Regions from separate parts of the Rattus norvegicus genome. Here region 1 is linked to region 2. A link is a contact called in public Hi-C data. All regions are on one chromosome and are shown on one strand. Each heading gives the region's core, a stretch centred on a gene start, on an enhancer-like site or on the middle of the called end of the contact. The rest is flanking DNA. Distances are from core to core; before and after follow the strand shown.

Evidence for each region. Hi-C and Micro-C count contacts between places; a contact is called where the count stands out from the background.
Region 1: a contact with region 2 is called in a Hi-C map of psoas muscle, with 2.4 times the contacts expected there. The contact joins two enhancer-like sites. A contact is called at or near these places in 3 of 12 Hi-C or Micro-C datasets (the Rat2 cell line, kidney and psoas muscle).

What each region holds. Positions count from the first base shown.
Region 1 is chr11:90,101,787-90,107,018 of GRCr8, forward strand. No RefSeq gene overlaps it. Among named protein-coding and RNA genes, the nearest start is that of Lppos, 170 kb to the left of the region's middle. Within about 2 kb of position 3,750, at least 4 of the 93 cell types and tissues checked have an H3K27ac peak or open chromatin away from gene starts, as enhancers often do.
Region 2 is chr11:89,220,495-89,225,410 of GRCr8, forward strand. No RefSeq gene overlaps it. Among named protein-coding and RNA genes, the nearest start is that of Mir28, 260 kb to the right of the region's middle. Within about 2 kb of position 3,062, at least 22 of the 93 cell types and tissues checked have an H3K27ac peak or open chromatin away from gene starts, as enhancers often do.

The DNA.
Region 1 (5,232 bases), core at 2,500-4,999, 880 kb after region 2:
CAGTTGCCCCAAATTTCATGTTCCAATGTAAAAGTAATTTCACAGCATTTTTTTTAAAAAGAACAAAGATAGTCATAAACCAAGGCAACTTTAAAATACATTGGTGGGTACACAAAAGACAGGTACAGGGAGATCCAGGAGCTATTATGTAGGCCCAAGGTGCTAACTGAGAACACTCTTGGATTGACAGGAGCTAGTGTTCTGCTAAGTTAATATAGCTTCTAAGGGGTTTTATTATCACAAAATGTTAGTTATAAGTTGATAACTTCTAAAAGGTTTTTATTTATTTTCATGAGTTTAGATACAGAATGGGGCAAGAAGTGGCTGTTACATAAGCTAAAACGAGCCCAAAATAAAGTAGCTGGTGTCTGAACCTGCGATATTCCAATCTCTCCACAGTTCTGAGATTCCTATGGATCCATCAGTCCCTGCAGACACAGAAACTCCTGGGGGTTTTCCGTTCACAGCCAGACACAGCTTCTTTTTAGGAATTTTCCTTTCCACCACCCACCCCTCACATCTCACACACCCGTTTATCTCCTTTGTACAGTCTTTCTTCTGAAGGCGTGGATGCTAAGTGTGGCCTGACACCTGGTATGACTTGCACACTCTTATCATGGTCCCTCGTACAGCAAGCCTTCACTGAACACTGCAGATGGAGGAGAGCCCCTGCTCGCTCTCCAGACTGCTCGAGGAGTCCCACCTTAAAACAAGGTTTGAGCTCCCATGGTGCCTGCACCTTAGCACACAGTGTCATCGGGAACTTTCCCAACCGAGAAGGAAAGGTGGGGCTTCCTTTTCATGAGCAAGGGGATTCGTCTTCTTCCATACAGTTTTTACTCCAGGATTCTTCCGAGGCAGAGTGCAGGCGTTCCCGGAAAGGCTAGAAGACACAAACACGGAGTGAGGGCTTGGGAGATTTCCATCAGTGCTCAAGGGAAGCCCGGGGCCCAGGAGACTGTGTCACCAGGAGGAAGCCTGACAGGAAGGAAGCACAAGAGCTCTGCTGCCCAGATCTGAGTGGGTCTCCTTAGCAGAAGGGTTAATCCTGAAGTTCACAGACATCCATTAGCCTTTTGGTTTCCTTTTGGGATGTTTCCATTTCTTTTCTTGGTGCCGGGGATTGATCTCAGGACCCCACACACGCTAAGCACATGTTCTACCTACCACTTAGTTATAACACAATTCCTATTTCTACTCTCAAACTGATGGTTCTTCTGTCGCAGATTTTTATGAGGAATTAGTATTCAGGAAGATGCAGGGCTAGACTGAGTAGATACGTTCTGAAGCCTCCTCCTGAGGAGATTATACTTGTGAGCTCAGACCAGATGACCAAACCCAAAGAACATAGAAATGTCTGGCTGCACCCGTGGGCCTGGAAATGTAGACAAACCACTCTTGAGAAGCCAGTGGCTACTTCATAGTGTTCTTTACATGTTTTCATTTTGTGTTCCATGTAATCCTGTGAGGGGCTGCTTTCAAGATCCCAATATGACAGTCACTGGGTACTGCGAAGCGATGTCGTGAACCAGTTCCCATGAACTGGTAACTAACTGACCCTAACCCAAGACTGGTCAAGAGTCAGAATACACAGATACACAAAAGCACAGTAGGAGGAGCAAAGGAGGGGAACTTGGATGAGAAGTTAAGCAGGTGTGTGTGTGTGTGTGTGTGTGTGTGTGTGTGTGTGTGTGTGTGTGTGTTTGGATGTGGGAAATGTCAGTAGTACATGGTGACGGGCCACCCACTAGCTGGCATCAAGTATCCAGACTGCTCTAATTAATGTTAAAGGAACGTCACAACACTTCACCAGACAATGCTTGGTGAGATTCTATATCCTTGTCAATCCTCAGACTCTCTAAAGGGATACCTTCCTTCTTGTTTTACAGATGAGGAGATTGCAGCCACAGGAGATAAAACATCTAGTTGTAAAAAGCAGCAGATATTCAAATCTGTGGCCTGTGCCCATTCTACCACTGGGCTGGGGAGTGGCTGCTGGTCCAGGCTGGCTTCCTAGACAGTTCAGACAAGGAGAATTAATGGTTAGGAATGAGGGCAAGATGAGATAAAGCTTGGAGTGGATGTCATGGAGGGACGAACTGAATGCTACATCTGTCTACTTCTTAAATTCTTCCTGACCCAAGACAAAGTAAAGGCCATCAGTTCTGGAATAGATCTGGGCACAAAATTAAGGTCTCTCTGTAGATGCCAGCCAATCACTGTATTGATAATTACATTCTTATGGAAGCAGTCACCTTTCTGAGGAAGGCATCTATGTGGAATGGCTCTAGATACCTGCTTTACATTTGCAGTGCGTCAAAACTGTAATATATCGAGGAAGCCAATTGGAAAATTCAGGTATAGCTTGGCAATGCATGTCTTATGGCCTGGCGTTATTCCGTGACATTGTTGAGGCTGGTCACAGCTGTCTATAGCATAAGGCATGAAGGTTGGAGGCAGGGGAGGTAGAGTAGCAGTTAAACAGATGCAGAGCTGGGCATGTGGAAAGTGGTGCCTGCTAGGGACTGAGGTCTATGATGACAGCAGGAAGGACAGCTCCAACGCCATTACATTACAGTCAGCGGAAGACTACCTCTTAGCTGGAGGTCGATAAGAAGGCTCAGTTCTGGGAAGAACCTGAATGCCCTCCCAGGAGGTTTTGTCTCTTCTGTTTATAATCTTTGCTTTTCCGTGTTTTGCATGTAGAGTTTCAGCAGTTCAAGATTAATTTCCTCTTGTGTAAAAAGAAAACCCAGTGGAGACTTGGGTGGTAGTATCAAGTTGGGATGGCAGACGCTCTTCCTCACCCACCATCCTAGGCTATGGAAGACAAACCTTGTTGTCATTCTCCATAACCCTCTGATCATGTGATACTCATGACCAAAATTTGTGCAGGTTATGTCGTGTGGGGATTTAATTCCCCGCACTCCCTCAGACTGTGGATGCTGGGTAGTGTCCTCATTTTAAATAAGTGTCAGGGGAAAGGTGTGAATCTCTGATGCTCTTCAAAGCCTGAACCTATATTGTTAAAGCTCATGAAATTGATTATGTTTTAAAATTTGAGACTGAGGGTAGCAGAGATGGCTCAAAGGTTAAGAGCACTTGTGATTCCAAAAGCTCCAATTTCAATTCCCAGCACCCACGTGGTAACTCACAACTGTCTGAAACTCCAGTTCCAGTGGCTCTATGGCCCTCTTCTGGCCTCTTTGGGCATCATGAATGCACATGAATGCATAGAGACACATATGTGGGTGAAACACATGTAACCTGAAAGTAATAAATATAAAAAAAATTCAAATAAAAATTGAGGCTGAATGTTGGTGATCCTTCAGCTACTGAAAATGTCCCAGAAATAAACATGACCCTCTGGCTACCGAGAATGAACCGGAAGTAAACAGAAGTTGCTATTCCTGAGGACAGAAGAATTAACCAGCTATAGCTGAGTTGTGGAACACTGCCTCCTGTGGCACAGATTGGAAAGGAACTCTCCAAAACAGAGGCCAAGGTTGTCAACACAGCAGGAGTGATTTGAGTATTCCCTTTAGAGAGTGACCACTCAGAGGGAGAGCCTTAGAGGGACCACCTAGTTGGCAAGCATCCTGAGGCATGAGGCAGCATGCTTCTGTTGAACTCCGAGTTTCATTCTAAGATGGCTCTCCCTAGTGACTGTATTTACCACTCACAGCTTACCATCTTGGCCCACAGCTGAAATGTTGGCAGAGCAAATGGTGCTGCGGTGGAGAAGCCAATGCTTGCTCATGCTTCCACCACTGGCTGAGCAGGTGGCTTCAGGAGTATCCCTTACTCTCCCCAGGGGCCCTGTCTAGTGAGCAGGTTTATTCTTCCAGTTTTTCCTTTAGCCAGCGAGGAGAATGCTAACAACTTGGAAATCTTGTTGAGCCTTGAAAGAATTCGAAAGCCTCGTTAGAGCTGGGAAAAAAATGTTTAATCTCATAGGTAGCAATGTGCTGTCTAGTCAGAAATTCCTAAAAGACTCAAGGTTGGGAGTACTAAGAAGGAGCCCCAGAAAGCATAGGAAACACAGCATGAACTTGGCATGGAGCCTTGTAGGCACCCTCCACATACTTTGGCTTCACCTGCCACTGGGGGTGATTAATACAAGGCCTACCACTCCTCTGGGCTTCCTGCCCTGCTGCTCCGGGTAGGACCTCTCCCAGCTTCATCCTTACTGGCCGCCTCCTCATTTTCTGTCTGGAACAACTGTGCATAATCCTTCTCTCCTTCCTGCCCCTGCCCAGAACTCCCACCTGCCCTTTCTGATTCAGTGCCAGCAGCTGGTCACTGAGCGAAGCCAAATGTGCTGAACAGATGTGTGCGACATTGGCTGGCACACTCAAGGAGGCTGTCAGCCTAGCCTAGGCCCAGGGAGGGCTTCCTATCAACTGGCTGATAGGGGCCATGTCAGAGGAAGGGCTGATGCTACAAGTAACTTGTGTCCCCTGGTCCTTCTTCCTGGCTTGCCATTCTTTCTTCCTCTTCCTCTTCCTCTTCCTCTTCCTCTTCCTCTTCCTCCTCCTCCTCTTCCTCCTCCTCCTCCTCCTCCTCCTCCTCCTCCTCTTCTTCTTCTTCTTCTTCTTCTTCTTCTTCTTCTTCTTCTTCTTCTTCTTCTTCTTCTTCTTCTTCTTCTTCTTCTTCCTCCTCTTCCTTCTCCTCCTTCTCCTTCTTCTCCTCCTTCTCCTCTCTCTCTCTCTATATATATATGTGTGTGTGTGTGTTATGATATATATAATATATAATAAATGATTTATTTATTTAATGTATATGAGTGCACTGTTGCTCTCTTCAGACACACCAGAAGAGGGCATCAGATCCCATTACAGATGGTTGTGTGCCACCATGTGGCTGTTGGGAATCGAACCCAGGACCTCTGGAAGAGCAGCCAGCGCTCTCAACCAGTGAGCCATCTCTCCAGCCCACCCCCACTCTCTTTTTTACTTCTTATTTTCATTCTATTTCTTTCTGACTCTTCCTCCTTAACCAAGCTCCTGAGCATGTTCTGGACGCCATTTTTAAAATGCAAAATGTAACACTTCGAAAGCATATTTCGAACTTGGTCCTTCCAGATGTATAAAAGACATTAACAATAAGCCAGAATAGATAGAGCTGGTCTTCAGCATGGCTCCCAGCCAACCTAGGATCTTAATGATATCCTTTCTTTCGTATCTTAGTCCCGGGCAAGCAAGAGTCATGGTGGTTCCCAAAAGCAGGCAC
Region 2 (4,916 bases), core at 1,812-4,311:
AACCTCAGGATGGGAAGGGTATGCTCACCAGACTTCAGGATTACCAGTGTTCAGAGATGGGACAAGAGTCAAGACAAGAGACTAAAGAGTGGAAACCAGGAGTTCCAAGTTGCAGGGAGCCAGGCAGACTCCATGGGCCCCACTAAGGAAGGCAATATTCTGAGGGCAGCCCCCTGGGCCAGCTGAACAGATGCCTATGATGAATGTGGAGTAAAGGAGGGCTTCTCTGACCAGAGCTGATATGGGAGGCCTACCCTGGGTTGCTGACTCCTCCACAGCACCTTAATATTCAAGGTTGATGTGCACTGTCAGGTGGCACCCTTCACAGCTCCATAAACTGTGGACATGGGGGTCTCCCCTCATGTATGTACTCCTGGGCATACCACGGTGACTCAAGGAAATGAGAACTTCCCAGATCCCAAGGTTTAAAGGACAATTGAAGTGGTCCAGAAAATTGTAGCCCTGGACAGATTTTAAAACTGACTTTAAAGGGGTGGGTATTGTAAAGCCATTCAAAACCTCTCATTCACACTCCTCTGTGTGTATGTCTACCCTGTCAAATCAGCAAAGCCAAGCCAGAAAGCATGATGGAAAAAAATAGAATGTGGAACTTGAAGCAGAAATAAAATCATTTTCGTGACCCTCCATCCCTCCATGTTTTAATAAACTTGTTTCTGGATTCTGTATTTCTTTGATAGAAGAAGAAAGAAGAAGGAAGGGGGAGGTTAAGAAGAGATTAAGAAGAGGACCTGAGACCCTGAACTCCAGGCTACTTCTCTTTCCATATAGCATGCCACTTTGAAGGGGAGCTCGTTTTGCTGTAAAAAGGGGAGTTTTTGCAGGCCCAGACTTATACACAGTTCTACTGTCTGTATGCTTCTTATAGTTAGCAGGAGCACAGGTCTTCCGTAACAGCAGCAGCCACCGTTGTGGAGTAGTTACTTCACGAAGGCCCTGGAGGTATGAGAAACTAGCCCCTCTGATCTCCATAATCTTCCTTACAGCACACTGCTTCTGTGTGCCTGCTTCTCATCTACAAGATATAAGATTATATATATATATATTTTTTTTTTAAATAAAAAAGCAAGGCATGGTTGGGCAGGTCTTTGGTCTCAGCATTTGGGAGGTAGAGGCAGGAGGATTAGGAATTTGAGGCCACCTTTTACTTCATACCAAATTCGAGGCCAGCCTGGACTCCAAAAAGAGAAATGAAATAAACAAAGTACTTAGCATACCACTTGTAAGAGCCATATAAACCTTCGAATGTGATTTTGATGAATAAATTTTCAATGTGTAGGATTCTCTTTTATCTCTCACTGTTTGGATTATGTAACTTAAGGATGTTGGATGCTGTCAATCATTGTCATCACGTGTGTCTGCTCCCACCTTTCCAGTCTCAGCTGTCTCTGTGTGCTTTCTCTCAAAGGCTTCCAACCATGGAGAACCCAAGCAGACCAGCTCAGGCAAGGTGGCGATTGACTCTCTCTTGACTCTGTCCCTTGGTGTGGGAGCGCTGAATCAAAGAATTCAGACCCAACAAGAACAACTCTATCCATTCACAGATCCAGTCCCGAGTCTGGTAGGCTGTCCCAGCCAGGGGTGGGAGCATGCAAGTTAGCATTGGAAATACCCAAGGTAGGCAGCTGATGTGCTGAGTCATGGAAGCAGAGTCCAATGTTCTTCTATCACAGTCAGACCAGAACTGCAGCTAGGCTAACATGGGGTAGGTAAATCATGAAAAAACAGGCTTAGTGCAAACCAAAAAGGTTACAACACATTTAGGCTTTCAGAATAGATGGATGTGTCCTTTATTCTCCTCTCATTACCAAAGCTAATGAGAGCCATGAAGAAGTTGCTTGAAAATGCAGTAGGTTGGAAAAAAATTCACGGGGATGATGTCATCATATTCAGGGGAGTTGTTTCATGTGTAGATGGGAGATACAAAGGAAAAGATGAGGAAGAGAAAAAGTGGGGGCTTGGACTATGCGTGATATGCTTGATTTCCTTAAGGAAAATGGAGATCTGAGGCAAATAAGGAAAACTGTGAGCATCTGCTCATCCTGATGATAAATACATGACATCTGTTATAGCCTTTCTGTATGATTACTATTTAATAATTTAAAATAAAGACATAAAAGTAGTAAATATTTAAAATCTAATACATTTTATTAGTATCTGTCACTGTAAAAAAAATCTGGGGATTTTATGAATAAAAACACAGGGAGATAATGTGTTGGAAGTGTTACATTGTTGGCTACCTCCTATGATATTTTCAAGCATATGAACAGGTCTGACTTCAGCAGGACCTTGGCAGTAGGCTTGTATGCTGATGCCCACACATGAGTGAAAAGGGAACTTCTGAATTCTTATTAGTCATTTGGCCACCAATCTCTAACTGACCTGTCTGGTCAGCAAGTACAATTTTGTTTTAGGAATTGTGGGATCTAACACATATGTGCGCACAAACACACACACACACACACACACACACACACACACACACACGCACGCACTTGAAAAGACTTGGCAAAAAATCACAGCTAATGCTACAAACTCAACACAATAAAATTTATGGATGAAAGACCAACAAGGCTTAAACAGCACCATCAGCCAAGGAATCTCATGGCATTTATAGAAACTACTTCACAACAGCCATATCTATCCGTTCCACTGGCCAGGAGAAACTGTGCTGAGTCACAAAGGTTACTGTCTCCTTTTGGAGCAGAACTTCCAGACCCTACCTCAAAAAGAAGTTTCATTGTACATAAAAGTTTGGAACCATCTTGCCTCTGACTTCGATCTGCAGGCAAGAAGGATAAATCCTTACATGACAGAAACTTGTCAATATGGCTAGTGGCCAACCCATTTGACAGGAGGCAGAAGGGAAATAAAGGCTAAACAGGAGGAGCAGGACAGAGTAGTCAGGGCCTATGTAGTTCTCAGGGACATTATGTAAAGTTCAGAAATGCCTGGGGCAATCATTCACTCTGTGCTAGGTGGATTCGTAGAGAGAGGAAGCAGCTGAAGAGGACTCTGCTGCCTCTCACCCACAAGAGGCTGTGTGTGAGGCCTTCTCACTTCCCCTTCCTGAGGACTGGCTTCCTCTTGGGCAAGTCTGAGTCACTAGAATCTAGTAAGTAGATCTCCAAGATAATTTCCATTTGTACCTTCCTGTGACTATTTTTGTGTTCCTTCTAATTGCCTAGGCCTTCAAAGAGAAAGTAGCAGACAACAGAGGCCTACATAGACTGAACTATTTTCCCCCCAGTCCTGGATATGCTCAGACATATCCCCTGGGGTTCCACAAGGACATATTTACAAACAGCTTCCAACAAGCAATAAACCGACAGAATAAGCCTTGCAAGAGAAATCCTGTATACCAGACAATTTAATTCTGAACAATAGACCACATGAGGGTGTATAAATAACTAATTATACTACACAACATGAACAGTTTTTTTGGATGATTGCAAAATTGGGGAGGAAGGAAATGCAATGGTATTTATATATTTGGGCTTCAGTCAAAGATTTCATATTCATTCTTAAGCAATTTTACATACAAAATTAGCTCAGACTAGAACATGGTCAAACAACTCAAAACTGGCAGCAATCTGTTAGCCTGGGGGGAGAGTTTGTGTCCGAGCATTCAGGGAAACAGAGCAGAGAGCTGAATGTGTGTTCCTGCCGTTTCTATGAGATGCTCAGTGAGGGGTACCTCAGTTCCTGCAGTGATCTACAGAGAAGACAGCAGCAGAAGCTAGTTAGGGCACTTATCCACAGCACATGCCAGGATGAAGCCCAGCTTCCCTTGAAACACAAACTCACACTCTGGCATATTCAATTCTACCCTCTTCCAGGGTCTCTCCTGTCCTTCATGACTATGCCAAGCCTTGCAGATGTAGAGACTGAAGTGCTCATTTGTCAGCATTGACACTACCTCTAGTGTACATACCAGGTGATTAAATCGATTGTTGGACCAATTAATGACATAGTAAAGATATCATCTTTACCCAGATAGACCCCTTAGCCTAAAGGCTGCCAGTTTACCATAAATTGTGTCTTACGCCTATCTTTACTGTGGCAGACGGCTTCCTAAACACAGAGGACAAAAACATTAATTTTAACACCAGGGACTGCCAAGGGCCTTTATTTCCCAGTGCAGGGCCTTTCAATATCCATTTCCTTACGCTAAGTTGTTCCTTAAGTTCTGTGAATAGGAGATGCTGGGAAGACAGGCATTTTTCAACAGTCTACTATAGTAGCAAACCTTAAACAAATAAATATAAGTATTAATACTGGGCTGGGCTGGGCATTTTGAAGAAAAGGAATATGATTGTGTAAGTTAAAATGAGGCAAGGGTAAGGAGGGAAGGAAGATAGGAGCTTAATTCTGGGGACTTAGGGATGGCCTCTTTGGAAGTGACATAAAAATGAATAGGGCCCAGCTCTGATCCTTAGTGGTCTGTGATAAGCATTTTGCACATATTGGATAAGTGAATGCATTTTTATAAATGAAGTATGGCTTTAAAAGGATCTTGAAGATTCTGAAGAAAGTGATTGGAGAAGAGAGTTGCAGGAGGGTAGAACAATCAAGCCAAAAGCCACCAGAGAGATGGTGCATCCCGAAATGGAGACAGTGAGTGAGGACCCTCAGAGTTCACCCCAAATGACAAGCCAAGGAACCACAGTAGGAACTACCCATGGATCCCGAGAAATAGAGTACTGCAAACAGAGCCAGCCCTCAGAAAAGCATCTCTGGATGCGTTATAAGGGATGCATGGGTCCGGGAAGAAAGAAAGGGAACTAGAAAGGGTTAGCAGACTGCAAACATGGTCCAGGGTCATATACTGAAGCTATGGTGAAACAGATGACATGATTGCCTAAGGACCTCGACTTGTGTGGGTGGGGAAAGGAAAA